2 separate regions of the Mus musculus genome follow, and region 2 is linked to region 1. A link is a contact called in public Hi-C data. All regions are on one chromosome and are shown on one strand. Each heading gives the region's core, a stretch centred on a gene start, on an enhancer-like site or on the middle of the called end of the contact. The rest is flanking DNA. Distances are from core to core; before and after follow the strand shown. Region 1 holds the start of Inpp4b (inositol polyphosphate-4-phosphatase, type II). Region 2 overlaps Rnf150 (ring finger protein 150).

Evidence for each region. A called contact is a pair of places that touch in the nucleus more often than the background predicts.
Region 2: a contact with region 1 is called in a Hi-C map of the MNK3 cell line, with 10 times the contacts expected there. The contact joins the enhancer-like site here to the promoter of Inpp4b in region 1. A contact is called at or near these places in 9 of 39 promoter capture datasets (the C10 cell line, embryonic stem cells, frontonasal cranial neural crest and 5 more), 1 of 15 datasets of contacts at CTCF or cohesin (large pre-B cells), 10 of 484 Hi-C or Micro-C datasets (the AtT-20 cell line, B cells, the Ba/F3 cell line and 6 more), 1 of 115 datasets of contacts at active chromatin or transcription factors (astrocytes) and 3 of 9 other capture datasets (adipose tissue, embryonic stem cells and liver).

The regions. Positions count from the first base shown.
Region 1 is chr8:81,340,334-81,344,106 of GRCm38.p6, reverse strand. It overlaps Inpp4b (inositol polyphosphate-4-phosphatase, type II), which reads right to left and starts at 1,545. Exons shown (of 25, transcript NM_001024617.3): 1 at 1,310-1,545. It overlaps Gm51582 (classical arabinogalactan protein 9-like), which reads left to right and starts at 1,454. Exons shown (of 2, transcript XM_030243908.1): 1 at 1,454-1,853. The coding sequence starts at 1,465.
Region 2 is chr8:83,085,478-83,089,646 of GRCm38.p6, reverse strand. Rnf150 (ring finger protein 150) reads right to left here. Exons shown (of 7, transcript NM_177378.4): 7 at 1-4,169. Among named protein-coding and RNA genes, the nearest start is that of Tbc1d9, 78 kb to the left of the region's middle. Within about 2 kb of position 2,821, at least 47 of the 459 cell types and tissues checked have an H3K27ac peak or open chromatin away from gene starts, as enhancers often do. A contact at or near this core is called in the Ba/F3 cell line and the MNK3 cell line, where this site is marked.

The DNA.
Region 1 (3,773 bases), core at 296-2,795:
AAATGTAAGCAAAATGTAATACCCACATAATGACCTCAAATGTCATTTTGGAAAGAGCAAGGAAGCCAGAATCAGGAGAAAGAAAAACATAAAGTAAGATGAACAAAGAAGACATTCTACATCATTTAGACCAGCGTGACTGAATGTCCCGCAGGGTTTCCCTGGTAAGTTGACGCTGCAGGAACCACATAATCAACTGAGCATCCTTTCCCTTAACAAACCTCGGTCCCCTAACAGCACTGCTGCCTCTCTCTCCTCTGGGGTTTTTCCAATAAGTTTTGTGTGGCTGCAACTATCTCATCAATATGCACATCCCTACCTATAAAGCTTCTGTCTCCAAACAGAAACCTCTGGGTGTCCTCTGGGGCAGAAACCACCTCCCCTGAGGGAAGCAAAATCAAAGGTGGAGAGGGGCAAACACCGGTGCCTCTGGTTCTCGCATCACCTAGAGCTAGCCAGTTGCAAGCCTGAAAGTCCATACTAGCAGCAGGCTCCTGGGTTTGCTCAGGACCCTTGTCCTGCTAGAGGGGCCAGATAAGCTCAAGTAGGCTGTAGTGCAAATTTGAGACTCCAGAGGAGCCTCTCATCACCCACTCTTACTTTGAAGCCCTGATTTTCTAACTCTTTCTTGACTTCTCTTTGGGGTAGGTAGAACATGAAGGTAGCCTAGGGGTAACAGGCCTGACTTGGGGGGGTGGTGTTGGGGGGACGGAGAGGGCAGGAGTTGCTGAAGGTGGGGCTGGAGATAGCCATGAAAAGAGAGCTCTTTAGGCAACTGCAACCCCAGCATGCCTTCCTTGTTCTAAGGACCAGGACCACTTCCTCTGAAGCAGGAGACAGCCAGTGACTGGGACTAGGGTTGAGAAGCAGTCCCTAAGCACTCCAGGTCGCTGCAGCACCTTTTAAGAACAGCTCAAAGGGACCATAAGCTGGGCCAGAACTCAGTGTCACCTGGGAGTTGGAACTCATATGTGTGTGCGTGTGTGTGTGTGTGTGTGTGTGTGTGTGTGTGTGTGTGTGTGGTGTTCACCCCAGACCAAGCGAGCTCCACTAGACAGTAATCAGGGTCACAGGGGTACCACCAGCAGCCAGGGTCCCTGGGAAGCAAGGCTGAAGGGACGATCTTGGCTGCAAGCTGGGAAACTTGATAAGAAACACACCAGCTGTCTCTCAGGCAGGACGTACTCCCCACCACCACCACCCTGAACTGTCCGATGCGCACGACTACAGCCTATGGATTCACCCATCCTCACCCTCCGCACCCTGCAAAATTCCCTCCCGAGCCCCAGGATCCCAGGCAGGATGTTACCTCTTGCAGAGGCTGAGTAGGGGGCGATAGCAGCGGCAGACACTTTTCAGGATGACTTTCCTGCGTTCTCCAGTGAAAGCGTGTGCGCCCAAGCAGAAGCTGTAACCTGCTATTTATAGCGGCGAGCTCAGCACCCGGGGCTGGGAACCCGGAGGATGGTAGCGTGCAGGGCGCGGGCCGAGCCTCCCCGCTCCCCGCTCCCTGCTCTGGGCTGGCAGCTCACGCTCCGCCCGCCGCCCCGCAGCGCGCGCCCGGGAGAAGTTGCTCCTCGCCCGCAGCTCACACGCCCCCTGGCACTGTCGCCACGTCCCCACCCCCAACGCCCTGCCTCTCTTCCTCCTCGTCTTAGGCTCACTCCCTCGGAGCGGTCTCCTCCCAATGTCACCAACCAGCCACCAAAGAGGAACAGCAGCAGTCTCGCAACTGGTGCAGCTCGCCTCCCTGCCACAGATGGAGTTGGTGGCCCGACCGCACAGCTCGAAATGACCACAACACGCTGCTTCTGTTTACTGACACCCACCACTCAGACTCTGCTGTCTCTGGGGTCAGCTGCCAATCCTGGGGTGCGGGATCACAGGGGCGAAGCGCGCGGGGCGGGGGGGGGGGGGGGCAAGGCAATCACAATGCGACCCGGACAGGAGAAGAGACTGCAGAAGGCGGAAATGTAAAAGGATGTGAGAAGGTAGCTCAGACTAGTCCCCACTGACTGTCCCTGGGAGGAGGATTGGGCGTTAGAGGAGTGTGAAGCGCTGTCCCACGTTCTGGTGACTTCTGCGTGTCACGGTCCTGAGAACTGCTTCTCCCTTGCCAGTGTTTTCCCCTAGACCCAGACTGAGCAGACCTGGGCACAGGGGCAGCCCACAGCCACTCCCCACCTTGCAGAGTGCCTAAGTGTTCCCAACCACCAGGCTCATGCCTTTGACAGCCTGGTTGTGTGGAGACAATCCGCCCTCGGTGTGTTTGAGGTGTCAGAAAATTTTGGTGTGTAATCACGCTGTCTGGAAAGAGACTGAAACTCCCCCACTTCCTCGCGAACAAACCCGAGGGGTGAGGGGTAGTCTGGATAGTCCGGCCTGTGGGGGTGGGGCAAATGACTCTCTCCATCTGCGCCTTACAGGTGCCACCTGGCGGCTTTCCTAGAGAGGTTTTGTCCACTCTGCTCAGAGGTAATTCTTCTCAGAGCTTACCCACAAAGGCACACTAGTCCTTTTTCTTCCTTGCAACCCTTTAAACTGGCACTCTAAATAAAGTAAAAACGCGTGTACACAAGTGTGACATTTGTCACACAAAGAGCCTGGAATCTTAAAGTCAGTGAAATCAATTTGGGTTAAGGCAGTGCTTAACAGTATTACAGTATTACAAAATGGGAAGCTGTGTCTGCCCCCAGCTGTCACCCCTGCTGTCACTGCCTGAATCGAGACATCCATTTACTTCCCAAGTATTTGCTACTAGATATTATCTTTGTTGATGAGGGCAGGGAGTTTGATGGTTTAAATTTATGTGTGTGGGGGCGGGGTGCTAGTGGTGGTGTGAGGGTGTCTTTGGTTGGTTCCGTTGGTTGATTGGGTTGGTTGGTTGGTTGGTTGGTTGGTTGGTTTGGGTTGGTTGGTGGCTGAGTTGGTTAGTGGGTGGGTAATTGAGTGGGTGGGTGGATTGGTTAGGTTGCTTGTTTGATAGGTTGGTTGAGTTGGTTAAGTTGGTTGGTTAGCTGGTTTGGATGGTTAGTTTGGTTAGTTGATTGGTTTGGTTGGTTGCTTGGTTTGGCTGGTTGGTAAGTTGTTAGGATTGATTCCTTTGGTCAGTTAGCTAGCTTGAATGATTAGTTTGTTTGGCTAGTGGGTTAGTTTAGTTGGTTGGGTTGGTTAGTTGGCTGATAGGTTGGTTGAATTAGTTCTGTTGGTCGGTTGTCTGGTTTGGTTGGTTAGTTCATTTGATTAGTTTGTTAGTTGGTTAGTTCATTGGTTGGTTGATTGATTGGTTGGTTTGGTTGGCTAGTTGACTGGTTTAGTTGATTGATTGGTTTGGGTTGGCTAGTTGCTTGGTTGGATTTGTTTGGTTGGGTTGGTTAGTTTGGTTTGGTTTGGTTAGATGTTTGCTTAGTTTGGTTTTCAGATACTTTCTTTAGCCTCTACACTCCCAGAGCTTGGAGTAGTATTGAATACACCATGGCTCCAACAAGTGCTTAGAGACTGACTCAAAACCCTGTGGGTTAGAAGCTGGGTTGCCTTCCTCTCACCCTAGTCCCCAAAGTCCTCCCTTGCTTTCTCTCCAATTCATTTCTGTTCTGCTCAGCCATTATGTCATCATAGGTGAACTGAAGGGGGAAAAGTGGGATTTTGAGGACCAACTTGTCCATTAGACCCTGTCACTCTTGAGGTGTTGGCTATGCACCTGTAACATGCAGTTGCCAGCCATCTTCATGCAATCTACTGGAAAAAATGGTGCAGATCATCTGCTGGCAGAA
Region 2 (4,169 bases), core at 1,572-4,071, 1.7 Mb before region 1:
ATGCAAGACACATTTGTTGACTTGGAAACCCACTGCAAATTAATTTGCTGAAAGTATCAGACCAGCAGAGGGCGCTCTGACCCTTGCAATAAAATTCTACAGACAGGTTCGGAAGACAGCAACACAAATTTGGATTGCTAAGCCCATGCACTGGCCTTCAACTGCTCTGTCCCTAATAGGCGACAATTTGGTATTTACTTCAAAGAGCAGGATACACTACAATGGGCTAGCTCTTACATGAAGAAATCTTTGGCTATTTAAAATCTTCACATTCTCAAAGAAAACTATTCTGAGTTCAATATGAGTGCTAGATTTGTCTGAAGTTTTGAAGTAAAGAGGGTTAAACACGAAAGTTTAAAGATGGCATGTGTGTCACTAAGGCCACAGTCCATTGTTTTAGATTTGTGGATTTATCGAGGCCAACCAGCAGCCTGAAAAAATTGAAATGCCCAAGGGATCCACCTTGACTTTTGTTTGTGAGAACATCAGGAGACAATTCAGCTAGTTCACAGAAGAACATGTGTCCATTTGGATGTTGATCAGTCTTTGGTTTATTTAGCACACACGGTCCTCACATTTTCTCCAAGGTCACTGCTGGCCAAAGAACCGCACACCAGAGAATTTCTACCCAGCAATGACTTTGGGTCACTCAACTGTCTCTCCTTTCTCTGTAGATTTTCCTGTCTGCCTCTTTAGAGGTCTTACAAGAAGCACACTCCCACATCCTCCTCCTTCCCCCCTCCTCCTCTTCCTCTTCTTCCTCCTCCTCCTCTTCCTCTTCTTCCTCTTCCCCCTCATCAATGAACACATATCAAGTGGCTAAAGAGCAAACAGCTCTGCAGTGAGGGTGAGCATCTGTAATGCCACCAGTTTAGAGGATCTGGGCACTGAGGTTCAAGAAAAAGCCATTTGATTATGAAGGACATAGGACAGGGAGAGAGTGAGTGAGTGAGACAGGCTCTTACAGAACAAGGAACTGATTAAATTAATTAAAGTCCACATCTGGGATCTACATTCACTTCATTAGTTATGGGATGATAACACCATGCCACCACGAAGCTCACAGTGGAATAAAATAGTTCCCTATCTACAAGATTTTAACTAGCACTGTCTGACCCTCCTGAGAAAGGCCTGCTGTTGGGAGCCAAGTATCCCAATCTTCTTCACAATCAAGACGTTTTAACTCATGACTATTGACTCCCTTCAACACCTGCTCTCCCTGGGACTCATTGGTAAGTTCCGAGCCCAGGGGAGGGGCAGTTTTCCACATAGACTTTCTCCTTAGCTCACCCTGCTTTGATCTGGGATCTTGCCTGCTGTGGATGTCCTTCAGGGTACTGGTCGTTTCCCTTGTGAAATTCAGCCATCACCCCTGCTCCTCCGTCCTCTCCCAAAATGGACAGAAATACTGCTCAGGAAATCAGGCAGCCCAGTCTTTGAAGGGCAGTGCCTCTGCTCCTCTTTGCCGTACGTTCTTTCCAAGAAGCATGGCTTGCTAAATGTTAAGGACCCTGGGAAGATGGCAGAAACAGGTCACGCAAATCCTGCTCTTGTGCGAATGTGGCCTATTAGGAGGGGACCAAGGAACAGGGTTTAAGGAAATGGGGTGTAAGATAGGGAAAGTGTGTGTGTGTGTGTGTGTGTGTGTGTGTGTGTGTGTGTGTGTGTGTGTGCAAGGAAGGGAAGGGAAATTAAGAATGCTATGGGGGCTGGTGAAATGGCTCAGTGGTTAAGAGCACTGACTGCTCTTCTAGAGGTCCTGAGTTCAATTCCTAGTAACTACCTGGGGACTCACAACCATCTGTATCTGGGATCTGATGCCCTCTTCTGGCTTGCAGGTGTACATGCAGATAGAGCAACTCATACATTTAATTTTTTTTTTTTTCTTCTACAGGACATCATCTCCCTGGCCTCAGTACCTCAGCACTGCAGAGACTGGACCTTCTCTTTGTAGATTGCATGATGATCTTTCCTAAAATTTTTGAAAGTTTTTATTTGGTAATTTTCATGGTGTTCAGCCAAGGATATGCATTCAGTGGACAACTAAATGCCATTAAATGCTTATGCAATCTACTTCAGCACCAACTAAGCTTACACCAAGAATCTTAGGCAGACTGATGTTCTCTTTTGGTTCTGGAAGTGTTGTAGTCCCAGGAATGTCTGGGCTGTAAAGAAAATGGCCACTGGGCACAGCCATTCTTAACAGGCTAGACCCTTGAATACCCACAGATGAAAATGTTAAAGCAACAACAACAACAACAACAACAACAACAACAACAACAACAAATCTCTGGAGAGAGACTTGCTTCCATGGCCAGGATGTCACACACAATGTTGAAATAGCTAGGTGCCTCTGGTACTCCTCCCCACCTCTGCCCCTGCCTCCACCCAGTATTTGTCTCTGTAGCTGTCCCAGAACTTGCTTCATAGACCGGGCTGACCTCAAACTCACTGAGATCCACCTGCCTGAGTGCTGGGTTCAAAGGTGTGAGCCACCACTGCCTGATTGCCTCTGATACCTTATCATCTCCTGTCTCCATACTATATCCATCCCTTGGGTGTGTGACCAGAACTGACCTTGAAGGCCCTGCCAGACCCAAGGCTGTTCTTAGGAGGCAGCAGCCCTTTAGAAGGATTAACCACGCAGGAGGAAGCCATTCTGAAAGTGACTCTGAGGGAGTTCAGGGCTCTTTTCCTCTCTCAACCTTGGACAAAGCTGAAGAGAAAGCTGCTCGCCATTCACCACATAGAGGCTGGATGGCCACAAGCTCAGAGATCCTTTCTCGGCAATGCCACACAGACCGGGTATGTGGCTCGGCCTGCGGTTTCCTGCGCCTTTCCTGTCTCTGAGTTCTACTGCTTTAGAACGGGGCAGCCACAGGGATGAAGAACTATGGGTTGAGGTAAATTCTCTTTGGCTAAGTGTCACATTAAGAGTCTTGGGATTAGTCATAGAAGTGAGGGGTGTAAGTCTCTCACATGAGTCTCAGGGTTTGTCATAAAAGTGAGGGTGTAATTTTATTTCAGCACCAAATCAGCATGGTTGGTTGTCTTGTTGTTTTTTAACAAACAGCTCGTCAGAGAAGCAACAGTTGCTGAGGACAGTGGACACTGTGTTTAGAAAGTTGATAAAGGCTATTTGAACCGCTATTACTTATGGAATAAGAACATCCCTGGCTGTCTCCTTAGGTAACTTGGCTAAAGTCTGTTTTTCTTTTGGGGAAAACCTGAGGTAATCTTATCCTTTTTCTCCTGTCACAGTCAGGAGAGCACTTGTAAGGATTCTGGAACATTTCTTGGGCTGTGCTGCCCGGCTGGTGGCCACTAGGCACATGTGGCTACGGAAAGCTTGAACTGTGGCTAGTAATAATGATGATGTGCTGGGCGTGTAAAAGACAGCAGATTTAGAATAGGTAACAAAGAATAGAGGAAAATGTTTTCCTGACACCCTACATCATTTGCACATCAAAACAATAATAATATTAGATTAAACTGCTATTAAATAATTTCCACCTGTTTCCTTTTTGCTTCTTAAAATGTGGCTATCGGGAGTTAGAAAAAAAAATGCATGTGACTTGGGCTGTATTTCTGTTGGACAGAGTTGGTGCACCACTTGCTCCAGAAAAATGCATGCCTGTAAATGCATAGTCAGTGGGCACTCCTGGGCTGCATAGCCACGTGTGGCTCACTGGGTCCTCAGGTCAGGGCCTCCTCATCACGGAAGGCAGCAGCAATGTCTATAGTAAGAGCTTTGCCAGTTATCTCAAGAGGAAAAACTTTCTTTTAATCTTTCTTTTGCCATGAAGGTCACAGGGAAGCCCTTCAAAACTCTTTGGTAAGCAGAGACTGTCAAAGGCTCAGGGAGTTTGCCACAGGGTCTCCTTGGAGTCAGATCAACAGGCTAAGGGTGGGCCTCTTGGGCTCCTTAGCATCCTGTAGGGTATTAGGTCAAGGACTTGCTTATATAATCAGCGTTTACCTGGCCACTGGCCAGAAAACACCTACCAGATCTTTTTCTGTCTGGTCATGCAATGTAATTTTGTATTTCTCTTGTTGTTGAATTACCCCAATGTCATTAGACTAAATATTAAAATTTCCTTTGTGACTCAGTTGTTTTCACAACACAGATCCCCCCTGGAGAAGTGCAGATGTGTCACCTGAGACAGAGG